Regions from separate parts of the Manis pentadactyla genome. Here region 2 is linked to region 1. Evidence: chromatin contacts called from public Hi-C data. All regions are on one chromosome and are shown on one strand. The core of a region is the stretch at or near the end of the contact, and the rest is flanking DNA. Distances in the headings are between cores, read along the strand shown. Region 1 holds the start of ANKLE1 (ankyrin repeat and LEM domain containing 1). Region 2 holds the start of HAUS8 (HAUS augmin like complex subunit 8).

What was found. A called contact is a pair of places that touch in the nucleus more often than the background predicts.
Region 2: a contact with region 1 is called in a Hi-C map of skin fibroblasts, with 6 times the contacts expected there. The contact joins the promoter of HAUS8 here to the promoter of ANKLE1 in region 1. A contact is called at or near these places in 2 of 3 Hi-C or Micro-C datasets (fibroblasts and skin fibroblasts).

What each region holds. Positions count from the first base shown.
Region 1 is chr12:23,420,213-23,427,395 of mManPen7.hap1, reverse strand. ANKLE1 (ankyrin repeat and LEM domain containing 1) reads left to right here and starts at 3,276. Exons shown (of 10, transcript XM_036893377.2): 1 at 3,276-3,470; 2 at 3,544-3,696; 3 at 4,075-4,180; 4 at 4,286-4,424; 5 at 4,670-4,726; 6 at 5,222-5,404; 7 at 5,525-5,702; 8 at 5,991-6,150; 9 at 6,256-6,385; 10 at 6,641-7,183. The coding sequence starts at 3,409. The coding sequence ends at 6,813. It overlaps BABAM1 (BRISC and BRCA1 A complex member 1), which reads left to right. Exons shown (of 10, transcript XM_036893384.2): 8 at 613-742; 9 at 950-1,036; 10 at 2,917-3,109. The coding sequence ends at 2,937.
Region 2 is chr12:23,556,982-23,564,164 of mManPen7.hap1, reverse strand. HAUS8 (HAUS augmin like complex subunit 8) reads right to left here and starts at 4,757. Exons shown (of 11, transcript XM_036893343.2): 1 at 4,536-4,757; 2 at 123-187. The coding sequence starts at 4,564. MYO9B (myosin IXB) reads left to right here and starts at 4,841. Exons shown (of 40, transcript XM_057490231.1): 1 at 4,841-4,976.

The DNA.
Region 1 (7,183 bases), core at 2,027-4,526:
AAAGTTCTGCTTGTCTGATAGTGGGAAGAGACTACATGTTGCTTTGCTGTGCTTTTCATTGAGCCTTTTTTCATTCCTTTTTAAGCCATTCAGTATTCCTTCAGTGATTTATTTGTCCCCTTTACCTTTTCCTGGGGGATACCAACTTTCCTTGTCAATCAGATTTGCTTTTTACATATTAAGGACATTAGTCCTCTGTCTGCCTAGTGCCCTTTGCTCAACATGAGATCCAGCTGCAGCTATGGCTAAGCAGGGACGTGGATGTTGACTTAGCATGTAAGATCAGGTCCCTGTCTAAGAGTCTCCTGGCCTTGTGGGGCAAGTCCAACTCAGGGCAGTGATGGATGCTCAGGGTGCTGAGAGTGGCCAGAGAAAGCTCCAGTTTTCAGCAAAGCCTCCCTGATGGCGCAGGAGAGGTCAGGCAGGAGGGTAAGGCTGCGGTGGTACTCCAGGCAGAGGGAATAGCATGTGGTAGGGCTTAGAGGCAGCAGTGAACTTGGGAGGGTTTATGGGGGGCCTTGCATGCCCAGTGAAGAGGAGCTGGGCTCTCCAAGGGTGTCAGAGGGACCCCAAGACCAAGTTCTGACCTGTCTCCCTATGCCTGCTATGCAGCCAGCAGAAGACAGAGCTGCCAGTCACGGAGAATGTACAGACAATTCCGCCCCCATACGTGGTCCGCACCATCCTCATCTATAGCCGTCCACCCTGCCAGCCCCAGTTTTCCCTGACGGAGCCCATGAAGGTGAGTGAGGCCTGGGAGAGGGCAGGATGTCTGCTGTCAGCAGGATGGGTGGTTAGACACCTGGAGGGACTTCCTGACCACTGGAGCTGTGGCACCTTCAGGCAGGTTCCCAGAGTCCAAGGCAGAAGCTGGGGGATGGGGGGCATGGGAGCGTGGAGCGTGGGGTGCCCTTGCCCTTGCCCAAAGGCTGGTGTTCTTCCCCTGCAGAAAATGTTCCAGTGCCCGTATTTCTTCTTCGATATTGTTTACCTCCACAATGGCACTGATGAGAAGGAGGAGGAGATGAGCTGGAAGGTGAGACGCTGCTGTGTGGGTGGGTGGCGGGTGGGCATAGATGGGGTTTCTCAGAGCCCACCTGCCATATGCCTGGAGGAGCCGTCTCCACTGCAGCCCTGGATCGCTGGTCCTACTGGATCGTTGTTATTTAGTCATTCAGCAACCGCTTCCACACCTGCTGTGAGCTAGTGGGGAATGTTGGCATGCTGGCTCCAGGAGCATGTAGAGTCCTGCCCATATCATCTCCTCTCTCTTCCTGCCTTTGTTCTTGCTGTGTCCTCTGCCTGGAGCCCCCTTCCCTCCCTGCCTTCACATCCCAGCCCTGAACTAGCTGTAGGATCCTGAGTAGGCCATTTATCTCTCTGAGCCTTAGTTTATCCAACTCTGAATAGGGAGAGTTGAGACCAGTTCCTACCTATACCTCAATACCCTAACGCAAAAGTCCCTACTCTGGGAAGCTTTCCCTGCACGCCAGGGAAGATCAGCTTGGGGACTATCACTAGTGTGTATCTGACTGTGTCTCTCCAGACTAGGGGCTCCAGGACTAAGACCTCTTGAGGTTGTAACACTGGGAGGTAGGCTTGGGGTAGGGAATATTTGCCCAGTGTAGATATATTTTTTGTCAGGCAAACTCCTCTTCATCCTTTAGAACTCACCTAATGCCCCCTCCTTTGGAAAGCCTTCCAGGGGCAGGGAGGGCCTGTCCTGGGAGCCCCTGCCTGAACAGCCCCTCCCTGGCCCCACAGGAAATGTTTGCCTTCATGGGCAGCCTGGATACCAAGGGTACCAGTTACAAGTACGAGGTGGCGCTGGCTGGGCCAGCCCTCGAGCTGCACAACTGTATGGCCAAACTACTGGCTCACCCATTGCAGCGGCCCTGCCAGAGTCATGCATCCTATAGCCTGCTGGAGGAGGAGGATGAAGCCACTGAGGTTGAGGCCACTGTTTGAACCACACTTGTGTACCTTATTACATCCTTGTAACTTTGTACAATGAAACCCTTGGCCTAGAATGCTGGTTCTTAAACTGGACTCTGTGGGACCCTGTGGGATTCCAGGAGGTACTCAGAGGACCTAGGGGACCCTGGAAGGAAACTCAGGCTTCCAGGAAACATGGCAGGGACTCTTTGGCACCCGTTTCCCAGTTTCCCAGGCTACATCCCACTCCCAGTTTGTCGATTGTAATTTTTGTTCTCTGTGTGATTTTTGTCATCAAAATAAAAATCTTGAGGGTCCCTAACTGAGGTCCACAACAATCACCTTGTGTTAATTGAGCTCTTCTTGCAAGTGACAGAAAACCTGCCCACCGAACATAAAGGGAAAGTCTTGCTTCTTGTGGATGAGAAACCAAGGTGCAGCTTCAGGCTTGGGTGTATCCAGCCATTCCGACATTACTGTTGGGAGTGGGCTAAAATACCCTGGGTGATGTTAAGTGTGCCCTGCTTGTCTCCCAATCCGTGGAAAGGGATGAGATGGCTGGGACCACTCTGCAAACCCCAACCCAGGTGAAGTGAGGGTTCCCAGCACTAGCATACAGCCTTGCCTGGGCCAGGTGACCTTGCATTGGGCCAGTCATGGGCCACAGTTGTGGGATGCCCTGACTGGCCGTCAAGCCTTTCTGGGACGGGAGGATTTACAGCTCCATCAGGAAACTGGGTGCACTGTGCACTCTAGAGGAAGGGAGAGGCCCACCATTCAACTATCTGTATAGCAATTGTGAGAAAAAAAAAAGTTACCTACGAGGTTCTCTCAGTGCCATATAAAATGAAAATAGCTTTTTTGAACAACAGCTATTCCTCCTTATGAGCATTTATTGGGCACCCAAGTGCCAGACCCCAGTGATGAAAGCTTTGTTCAACTTAACAGCATCCTGGAATAGATTATTGTCCCATTTTGCAGATGGTGAAACTAAGGCCCTGAGGCCCCCGCGCTACAGTTACAGAGTCCGGGCTCTGGGGACATGAAAATGGGCCACTCAGAGCTTCTGGAGGCGGTAGCTGTTAATCAAAGGCTTACATAGTACGGGTGCTGTGCGAGCTTAGGTGCCTTAACAAAGCTGTCCAGGAGACTGTATGCCCCGGGGATATCCGTGGGTCCCATTCTGCCCGTAACTCCACCCACTCCGGCAAGGTGCCTTCCCGTTCCGTTTAGAAACGAGATAAGCCACCCGTCCCTGCCTTTATCGGCAGCCCCAGGTCCCGCTGGAGCTCAACTTGGTGTCGTGGCTAGGGAGGGCGCAAAATCTCCCCAACCCGGCTGGCTTGAGGCTGCTGCGCGGTGCCAGGGAGCGGGGACCGGAGTCGAGGGGCGGGGCGGCGCTTGCGCACGAGGGCGCCTCAGGAAATTGAAAATCGGCGGGCCGGGCTGCAGGGTTCGGGGTCGTGCCAGGGCATGGGCGCTGGGGCTGACCTGGCGCTGCGGCTGCGGGCAGCGCTGCGGGAGGAGGAGCCGCGGTGAGGGCGGGGCCCTGGGGGCCGGCTGGGTGCGGGGCGGGGGTCATGGTCCACTCTGACCACCTGCCCGTAGGGCGGTGGAGGAGCTGCTGCACCGCGGCGCTGACCCCAACCTGGTGCTTGCGGATGGCGCGGCGGCCATACATCTGGCGGCCGGGGCCCGATACCCGCGAGGTGTGCGCTGCCTGGAAGCTCTTCTGCGCCGAGGAGGGGACCCCAACGCTCGGTGAGGCGGGGCCTGGGCCAGGGGTTGGGTCTTTGAAACAGGGGAGTGGTCTCCAGAGTGAGGGCGGGAACTCGGTTCCCAACGTTGGGGCTTGGCGATTTTGAACTCAGAGTCAAAGGGCAGGCAGGGTAGAGTCCCAGACTGAGAGTGGGGTATGAGGCTTCTCTGGGGCCGAAGTGGGATCGAAGCTACAGATCTAGAGGCAGAGAGGCTCTAGGGTCAGAGAGCAGAGGTTTGGGTCCCAGCCCAAGGGCTAGGATCTAGGTTCCGAGGGTGGTCTCAGGGCAGCAGGTGGAGATGGGAAGCCGAGGGCCAAGGCTCGGGGACCCGGGGATCGAATTCCCTTCTCCGCTGACCCTTCCCCGGTTCCTGCCCCAGATCGGCCGAGGCGTTGACACCATTGCATGTGGCCGCCGCCTGGGGCTGTCGCCGCGGCCTGGAGCTGCTGCTGAGCCAGGGAGCTGACCCCGAGCTGCGCGATCAGGTGCGGCGCGCAGCGTCCATAGCCGCAGGGCGGACCCAGAGAGATTGGGAGCGAGAATGGAGGGAGGAGGGTGTCGGGCGCCCCCTGCTGACAGCACCGCGGCAGGACGGACTCCGGCCGCTGGACTTGGCTGAGCAGCAGCTGCACCAGGACTGCGCGTGCGTCCTGCGGGATTTCGACAGGAGGACTTGGACTCGGACAAAGACCCAGGAGCCTGTGCCTGAGCCTGAGCCCGAGGCTGGCAGTGAGTGGGGCCTGCGCTGCCTGTGGGGCTTAGCCTCCGTTCTAGCTTTGTGTGTCTCTGATGTCCAACTCTCTCCAGATCATTCTGTCTCGCATCCAGCGCCTCTGGCCAAATCTGGCTGCTTCGGATTCTCTCCATCTTGCCCGCGCCTCCAGCGGTTTCTTCCTGTCTGATCCGACTCCCATCTCTACTTCTGGCTCCCCCCTCCCCTACTCTCTGACCACCACTCTCATCTCCTGCTTCAGGCCCAGGCCCCTGGGGACCTCCTGATGTGATGCCGGACTCTACAGGCCTGGGCGGAGGTGACAGCAAGGATACGGGCTTGGAGGCTGGTTCTGGCTCTCCCAGCCTCTGTGCCCACCCTGAGGTCGCCATGAAGGATGAGAGCTCAGATTCCCCTCTGGGGCCCTGGGACTGCAGCTCAGATGACTCCTTTGTCACTGCTGTCGAGGCCTCTGGAGCCGAGGACCACATCTCTCCCTGGGGTGTGTCATTGCCTCAGACCAGGCAGGGCCTCCTGTCCATTGTCCAGCCCTCCCAGAGAGTGCCAAGGTCTCCAGGTACCCCACAGTGGGTGCATCGAGCCATCATGGCAGGCAGGGAGGCAGAGCTGAATGCCTGTCTAGAGGCCCTGACTCTGACCTCCTCAGCTGCCTCCCTCTCCCCCACATCCCTCCCAGATGGGAGCCCCATTCGTAGTCCCCCTCAGGAACCACTGCCTGGATCCCCTGACCTCCACCTCCTAACAGACGACCAGTTGTCCCTTGACAGTGATGTGTTCATCCTCTGGCTCTCAGAGGATGAAAGCTCCACAGGTGGCAGGGACCTTGCACCCTCTTGCCAGTGCCTGCCGGTACCTGCCTTGTCTGACCTGGAGTTACTACAAGAACTCCGAGCTCTTGGCAAGAGCCCCGGCCCCATCACACCCTTCACCCGGCCATGCTATCTCCGACAGCTGGAAGAAGCCCAGGCTGTTCCTGGTTAGTTCCTTCTGGGCACCCAGAGAGGACCTCCAGGAATCCCTGGAGACCCCCGACTCTTAGTCCTAGTCTGGGAACCACCTCTTCCTGTGTCTCCCTTGACTCAGTTTCCCTTCCCAGGTCCAGACTTTTCAGGCTACAGCCCAGAGCTGGCTGAGGCTTTGCGGACAGGCTGTATCCCCAATGCCCAGGCAGATGAGGATGCGCTTGCCCAGCAGTTTGAGCGGCTGGATCCCAACAGAAGGTGGCGGGAGGGAGTTGTGAAGTCCAGTTTCACGTATCTGCTGCTGGACCCCAGGTACGCAGAGCAGGAATGACCCAGAAGTGGGAGCTGGAAAGTTCTGAGATGGATTCTTATTTGCTGTGTGTCCTTTGGAAGGACTGGCCCTCTCTGGTCATCAACTTCTCTATCTGTAAAAGGTTGGCTGGATTCAGTTCAAGCTGCTGAGTGTCCTTGGGGAGCAGCCACCACTCTCTGCCCTATAGAAGGGGTCACTGGACATGGGTTCAAGTTACTCTGTGACGTTACAGACTGTCTTGGGGGCGACTCTTGTCTCTTCCTCTCTGAGCCACACCCTTCATCCAGAGAGACTCAGGACCTGCCAGCTCGAGCCTTCTCACTGACCCCAGTTGAATGCCTTCAGACTTTTGTTCATGCTATCTTCTATGTGGGCAAGGGGACACGAGCCCGACCAGATGTCCACCTCTGGGAAGCCCTCAGCCACCACAGGCAGCTGGGAAAACAGGTGTGAGGATAAGGACCAGGGTCATGGCAGGGACAGCTGGGCCATGGGGAGGTAGAGGAAGGAGGGAAGTGGGGTACTGACTCTTGATCCCACTCTCACTCCAAGGCCTGCCCCAAGGTACACCAGATCTTGGACATTTGGGCCAGTGGTCGTGGTGTTGTCTCCCTGCATTGCTTCCAGCATGTGGTCGCTGTGGAGGCTTACACTCGAGAGGCGTGTCTTGTGGATGCTCTAGGTAGGCACGTGCATTGTCAGGTGTTGGTGGGGGTCACATGAGGGGCACTTAATCTACCAATTCCCTCAGTCTTTCTCAGGGTTCTTCATTCATGCAATTAGCAATTATTGAGTACCACTCTGTACTGCATGAACACATATTTTACTCCATTGGTTTATCCCTGCTCGAGGGCAATACACAGTGGGTTCACTGTCACATACTTCTGCCAGGGGTTCCCTGAGGCTGCTCCTGTTACCTCACCCTCAATCTCTCCAGGGATCCAGACACTGACCAACCAGAAACAAGGGCACTGCTACGGAGTGGTGGCAAGCTGGCCACCAGCCCGGCGCCGCCGCTTGGGGGTGCATCTGCTGCACCGTGCCCTCCTTGTCTTTTTGGCTGAGGGCGAGCGAGAGCTGCGGCCCCAGGACATCCAAGCCTGCAGCTGAGTCCTGGGGAATTGGCCATCCAGCCTAAGGTGTTTGAGTGTTGCGGCTGCCCCATGCTGAAAGCAGCCACCGACCTCCAGCTCTACCCAAGTTGCACAGCAGGGCCGATGTCCCCCTCAGGCTGAGGGGAGGTTTGTTACAGATGGAACTGCTGGAGAGGTAGTGAGCTCCCATCATGGGAGAACAGATAGGGAGCAGAGGTTCTTTGAAACATTTGGTGACTGAATATGCTGGTGCTTTGGCAGTTTGGTCCTGTCTGTGTGGACAGAGTCCACTTTGATCTCCCTGGTATGGGGGACCCACAGTGTGGGCTGGGCTGGGTGAATCTGCCCAGCTCAAGAGCTAGATTTTGCTACTTGCCCACTGTGGG
Region 2 (7,183 bases), core at 3,508-6,007, 140 kb before region 1:
AGAAGGAAGACAAGCCCTGTCTCCTCTTCTCCAGCCTGGGTTTCCATTCCACCAAGCACTTACTGGTGGAAAAAAATCACTTTTTGTTTCACTCAATCAAGGTAGATTCCGATTTTGCTCACCTTGTATTCTTCTTTCTTTAGGTTTAGCGCCAGAAGGGGCACCAGGACCCCCTGAGGAAGGCTTCCTAAGGAACAGAGAAGGTTGGGTAAGAAGCTGAGGGAAGCCAGCGAGGAGTCGTCCCAGCACCCCACCGCCCACACCGATCTCTATGAGGTGGCAATTTCTTAGATGAGATTTCTCAGATCACCTTGACAGGACAAAGGACACAGAGCCCCAGTCCTGGTCACCTGGGGCAACATAGCACAGCCCAACACCTGAGCTGAGAAGGGCACAGAGCAAGCAGAGTGAGCGTTTTTGCCAAGCACTGAAGAATTCAGGTTAATTCATAGGACCTGTGTGCCCACTGTGTGCCACTGGGGACTCTCAGTGAACAAGAGACAGAGCTCCTTCCCAGGGAAGGTAGGGCATCATTTTCTTGTCAGGCCTGCATGGAGAGTGTCCCAGACAAAGAAGGGAAGGGCAGGAGGGGGGAGCGACAAAGCACCTCTTGCTCAAGTACATGGGGAACACTCTGAGACAGGGGTCAGCAAGGCCAGGGGCACAGGAGAGAGAAGGAAACAGAAAGAGAATGGATGAGCCCTGCGGCTTAGCTGGAGAAGACAGACCAGGACACAGAATCAGAAGGACGGGGTACCAGGCTAGGCTGGCAGGGCTCCAAATTCCCACCTTAACGGCTTGGACCTGTTCCTATAGCCCAGAGTTTCTCTGTAAAAGGGCAGAGTAAAAATTTCCAGGTTGGTGGGCCATATGCTCAAAGTAGCATCTTGCCATTGTAGCATGAAGCTGCCATGGACCATATAGAAAGGGGTGGTACTATATTGCAACACAACTTTATTTACCCACCATGACATTTCCATTTCATACAATTTTCACATGTCACAAAATATAGCTGACACTTGATGGATGCAGGGGTTCGGGACACTAAACCCCCATGCATCCAAAATCCATGTATAACTTGTGACTCTCCCAAATTTAACCACTAATAGCCTACTATTGACTGGAAGCCTCATTGATAACATAAACATTCAATTAACACATGCTTTGAACGTTCTGTGTCATATACTGTATTTACAGTAAACTAGAGAAAATTTTCAAATAGTCACAGGTCTCCAAAAAAAATTTTCCAATATTTTTATTGAAAAAAAAAATCACATATAAGTGGACCCACAGAGTTCAAACTGTGTTGTCCAAGGGTCAACCATTTTCTTCTTTTGATTTTAACAACCACTTAAAAACATACAAAACACTCTCAGATCGCCCACTGTACAAAAGGGCGGGGGGTGCTCTAGCTTTCGCTTGCAGTCTCTTGTGTGTGGAGCCCTGCTACAGGCAACAGGAGAGGGTCACTGTTAAAGCTGTATTTCATGAAGACCACTGGCAGCTGGGAATAGACAGGCCCTCAGGTTCTAGAAGGACAGGGACCAAGTCTGCTCCTCACCATTCCCCAGTGCCTATGTATTCATCTGCTTGAGCTGCCAGGACAAAACACGAGGCTGGCGGCTTAAATAACAGATTTTTACTTCTCACAGTTTTGGGGGCTGGAAGTCCAAGATCAAGGTGTGGGCAAGGTAGGTAGCTGCCTTCACACTGGGGGTTCATGTCACCTCTTGTGAGCACAAGGTGGGCCAGGAAAAGCCTTCTGGAGTCACTTATAAGGACATCAGTCCAATTGGATCAGCACCCACCTTTATGACCTCGCTTAACCTTAATTCCTTCCATAGAGACCCCATCTCCAAATACAGCCACACACGGTTAGAGCTTCAACATATGAATGTGGGGATGGGTGAGGGAGACACACAAATACTCAGTCCATAACACCCACAACCTGGCAGATTAGGAGGCACCTGATAAATACCTGTCAGACAAATAACTCAGAGGTGTTCACTGGAGGGCAATTCTGACCCCTGGAGACATTTGGCAATGTCTGAAGATGTGTGATTGTCAGAATAGAGGAGGTGGTATTGGTATAGTGGGTGGGAGCCAGGGATGCTGTGCAACACCCTATAGCACACAGGATGGCCGCAGAATGTCAGCACTGTCAGGACTGAGAGCCCCCAGCATGGGGAATGGGTGATCGAGAGCATGGGACTAAACAGAGAGAATTCCGAAAGCTGCTACAAAATGATTGGACGCATCAACAAATAATGAACCCTGACCATTATTCAGGCCTAAAAAGGAGTCAAGTACTGACATTCACCATGATGGCTGACTCTCGAAAACATTACCCTGAGTGGAAGAAGCCAAACACATTAAGGCCACATGCTGCATGATCCCATTTATATGAAAAGTCCAGAACAGGCAAATCTATAGAGACAGAAAGCAGGTTGTGGTGCAGAAAAGAGCAGGGAGTGACTGCTAATGGACACAGGTTTCCTCCTGGGCAGATGAAAGTGTTCTGGAATGAGGTACAGGTGGTGGCTGCACAACACTGTGAATGTCTTCATGCCACTGAATCTCTCACTTCAAAATGGTTAATTTGATGTTATATGCACTTCAGCTGAATTTAGAAAAATAAAGAAAGAAGCCTGTAGTAGAAGAGAGGGGTCATAAGGTGGGAATCACTAAGCAGCTGGTAGGTGCTCAAGAGTCAGGGATGCTGCCTAGGTGTCTGGTCTGGGAGAGCACAATGCCACGGACAGAGACCAGCCATGCAGGAGAAGCAGGATGAGGGGCCAGGCAGGGACCTGAGAGCTGTAACCTCTGCTGACAACAGGCTCTAGCAGTGGTGGCTGCCTTCCTGCGGTCACTGCAGCTACCTCCTGGTTATCAGGCTCCAAGGAACCCAAGGTGAGACCCAGGCAGTGTTGGGGGCAGCTCCAGCCCAGTCAGGAGTGGCAACTAACAAATGCTTGCTGGGCCCCACAGAATCCTCTCAACCCTACAAATACCTAATCATTGACTTGCTTTATCCTCATTTTCCAGACCAGAAGGCTTAAATGGGTCACCCTTGGCGAGTTTCAGAGGAGGAAATGGGCAGAGCAAGAATCTACCTAATGGTCTACACCTGCGTTGTGTTAACTACATGTGTTGTGTTAACTACACTCGTGCCAATCTCAGGCACCTCCCCCACCAACCTCGGATAGGCTAATGTCAATCTCACATTTAAGGCAAGGGGCCATGGAAAAAAGACAAGTGATTTCAGTTGGTCTGTTAAATTTTAATTTGCTCTGGGACAATAAACATCAGACGACTAGTAAATAAAACAATCACAGCCCTGGAATCTCACCTCTGTTCTTGTTCTTGCTGTGTGACCCTTAGCAAATGACCTTCCCTCCTGTCTTGCCAATGGGTTTCAGCCCCAGGGAAGTTCACTATGGATTTAATGTGACCAAAGAAATTGACAGCAAAACGTTCTTGGGGTGAAAGGGTTATACCCTTTATTTCCAGGTGGCAGGTCAGTCACTAGAATCCCATCCACTCAGAACGAGTCTTTATGCAGCAAGCCGGTCTCTGCCTCTGGGCCTCTCTGTCTGCACAGCCATCCTCTGGGCCTCTGTCCTCTGCTCTGCTCTCCTGCAGCCTTGAAGCCCTGCCACCATGTCGCGCCCAGAGTACTGGGCGGAGCTCTTTTATAGAGTCAACAGCCATGTATTGCCCACAGGTGTGCAGTGAGCTAGTCAGCCAGGGCCAGGTGAGAATCCTGGCCACAGGAACTCTCATTTTATCCACACCTCCCTGAGCCTCTATCCTCTCATTTGTAAATGGGAGGCATAGGAAAAGCGAGTGGGAAGACTAAAGGAGATACTTTAGGGGCCCAACCCTTGTCCACTACAAAATGGCCATAGTAATAGCGACAGATTAACATTGAGGGGCCGAGCACTGTAGGTTGAGCAGTGGTGTCACAGTGGATAAAATGAGAGTGGCAGCGCCAAGGACAGAGGCCCTGAGGACGGCTGTGCGGAGAGAGGGGCCCAGAGGCAGAGACCGGCTTACTGCATGCTGACTCGTTCTGAGTGAACAGGATTTTTGGGACTGACCTGCCACCTGGAAATAAAGTTGGGTATAACCCTTTCACCCCAAGAACGTTTTGTCGTCAGTTTCTTTGATCACACTGAATCCATAGCGAACTTGCCCGGGGCTGAAACCCATTAGGAAGACAGTCGTCAACATCGCTTCGCAGGGGAAGAAACCAAGACACACACACATAAGTTATGCCACTTAACCAGAAATCACCCAAGATCGAAGCGGCGGACGGAGGACTCGAACTCTTTCGGTAGGGAACTGAGCCCACGTTCCTGAACATGCGCAGAGGCCTCCTCCCGCCTTCCACAGCTGCGCATCCTCGGGGGTCCGAACTGGACTCACCCGAGGATACCCGCACCCAACTTTGCTCCTTCCCTGGCCCAGCCCTCGGCCATAGTAAGTCTTCCCGCCAGCACCCACAAATCCGGACCCATAGCGCTTCAACTCACCCAGCACCGCGCCCCGAGGAATCCGCCATTTTCCCGCCTTCAACTCAAAGGCCCACTTCTCAAGTCCGGGTCCCACCCCCTCGCCCCGGGCCGGGCTATATTGCTGCGCCGCGGGAGGTGTGGCTGCGGGCCTCGGGGTGTCTGGGTGCGGGTGAAACGGGCAACTCCTGAGTGCGCGCCTCTCTGTCCTCCCCTCACACTTGGTTTCGCCCGCCAGCGGCAGGCGGAGGGGCCGGGACCGGGAGGGCGGGGATTCCTGGCGCTCCGCCCCGAGGCGCGCAGGCGTCACGCCCTCGGCCCCGCCCCCGGAACCCGGAAGCAGGAGCGCGCGGGGGAGCGGCGGGCGCGGCGGGGCGGAGCGGAGCGGCCGGACCAGCAGTGGGCGGGCGGCCGGGCAGGGACCCGGCCCGGGACCTGCGGCGCGCGGTGGCCAAGGCCCAGGTGAGTGCCGGGCAGTCCTGGGTCGGGGGCTCGATGTTGAAGCTCTCGTAGGCGGGGTGCCTTGTAGGGGGACGGAGTGGAGGAAGAGCGAAGACGGGGTCGAGGGGGCGGAAACGAGCTTGGGGGTCGTGAAGGGGTTGCTGGAGACCGGGTGGAAGCGGGACGAGACTGGGGAAAGCTGATGGGATGGGCCTCCTGGTGAGGGAATTTGCGGCGGGTGAGTGGAGGCGGTCTTGTGGCTTCGAGCAGCTTCTGTGAAGAGAACGTGGCTTAAGTGGTAGTTGGGGGGTCGCAGGAAATGGGGCTGGGAGGGGGAGAGGCAAGAAGGCAGACTTGAGAGGCCCAGGCTAGGGGAGAGGGGCAAGGCCGATGGAGGCACGGCGGGGTGCGATTGGGGAAAGGGGTGCGGGACGGCTCTGGGGCTTCCGACCGTGGCTGGAAGAGAAGAATGGTACCGAGGGAGGGCGGCGCCTGGGACTCAGTGGGTGCGCGCGAAATGCGAGAGGTCTGAACCCACTGGGTGGGGGCCGGCGCAATTGGGAAGGGAGGAAGTGGGGAATGAGAGGGGTAGAAGTGGGGAAGCTGTAGCAAGAACTAAGGTCCCGCTGTGGGGGCCTGGGAAGAGGGGAGGGAGGGGAGTAGAGTAGCCCCATACAGAGAGGTTGGGGTGCAACTCATGGAGATTGGAGGGGTTCCCTTCCCCTCCTGATTTATTTTCTTCCTGACTTCACCCCCAACGACTGGGTGACTACCGGCGAGTCCCAGATATTCCAGTATTCCGAACTTGCAAACGGCACTACTCTCTTCTTAAGACAGGAGCTGGCTGGAGCCCAGGGGTCCCGGGGAGCAAGGAAGAAGCCTCTGGGCCTCTCTGGGGCCGGAACTGGGTTTCAGAGGAGAGGGAGTGGGTGTGCACGCACCCGTGTGAGCTGGGCTGTCACCACCTCCTCCGAGTTGCATCCTTGGACTTAAATGGGTAAAACAACACACAGGAAATTTGTCCCCCGGCGGCCGTGAGCTCAGCCCTGGAAGCGTGTCCTGCCTCCTTCCCAGGGCACCCTGAGGACTGGGGTCTGTAGGGAAAGCCTCTCCTACGTCTTCGTGTGAGGGGGGAGCTGTTGGAGGGTCCCAGCTCCTGCCTTCCTGATCCGTGTTCTAGGCTTTGAGTCTGCAGACTCTTCAAGCATCCAGGTACAGGAGGAGTTGACTTGGGCTGCTGGGAGGTTGTTCTACCATCCGGTGGGCCTGGGCCTTAGACTGGGTGGTTTTGATCAGCATTTATTTCTTTCCCAACTGTGGGAATCCTTGTTTGGGAAAGGGCTGGGGAGCCTGGGTTTATAGTTCATTTAAATGAATCTGTATAGCTTGAATGTAAAGAGAACCACAGAGAGGTAACCATCCTGTTAACTTCCAGAATGTTCTGGCCCTTAGGCCTCACTTTGCCCAGGACACACATTGAGCATGGGCTTGCCCTGGCCAGGACACCTCCTGAACAGGACCGTAATCTTCAAGTTGCATGGCCCCAACTTCTGTCCCCTCCCTGAGCCAGGAGCATAACCAGGCAGGCTGTCACAGAGGGTCTTGTGTTGAGGGTCCTGACCCAGGTCAAGTCTCTCTGTCTGCTTTGTCACCTGCAAAATGAATGGATCGGTCTCAGTCAACCTTTTTCAACTTTGAAACCCAACCCCCTCTTGACAATATTGGCATCCAGCACATGGCTCCCTTGGATTTCATGCAGCCCTGCAGTGGTGAATCAGCATTGAAACTCGCTGCAGCCATCTGACTTTGTTCAGCTTTCCATTCTACTTATGTCTGGAACGATTTTTTTTTTCCACTGGTCCCTTATCTTTCATATAGAAAATTCCACAAATACTGTATGTGCTTTTGCACATTGCACCTGTTCCCAAAGCTTCCTCTGCATCCTTCTGGTTGGAAATCCCTAGTAAGACTGTCCCTCAGGTCCAGGCCTGTGACTCGGGAGAAGCAAATGGAGACTTTAGTCTCCCCTTTCTGTCTGGCTATAGGATCCATTTTCTTTCCCTAATAGGGGCTTGTTAACTTGCTCCTTCCCTTTCCCTGTCTTCCCAGAGGCATGTATCTTGGATGGGCCCAGAATTCACTTTAGCAAAAGCTGATGGTACCAGGTGCTGGGGGATGAGTCGTCATGCTCTGGAGAAAGGACATGTTTGTCATCGTTCCCCCAGCAC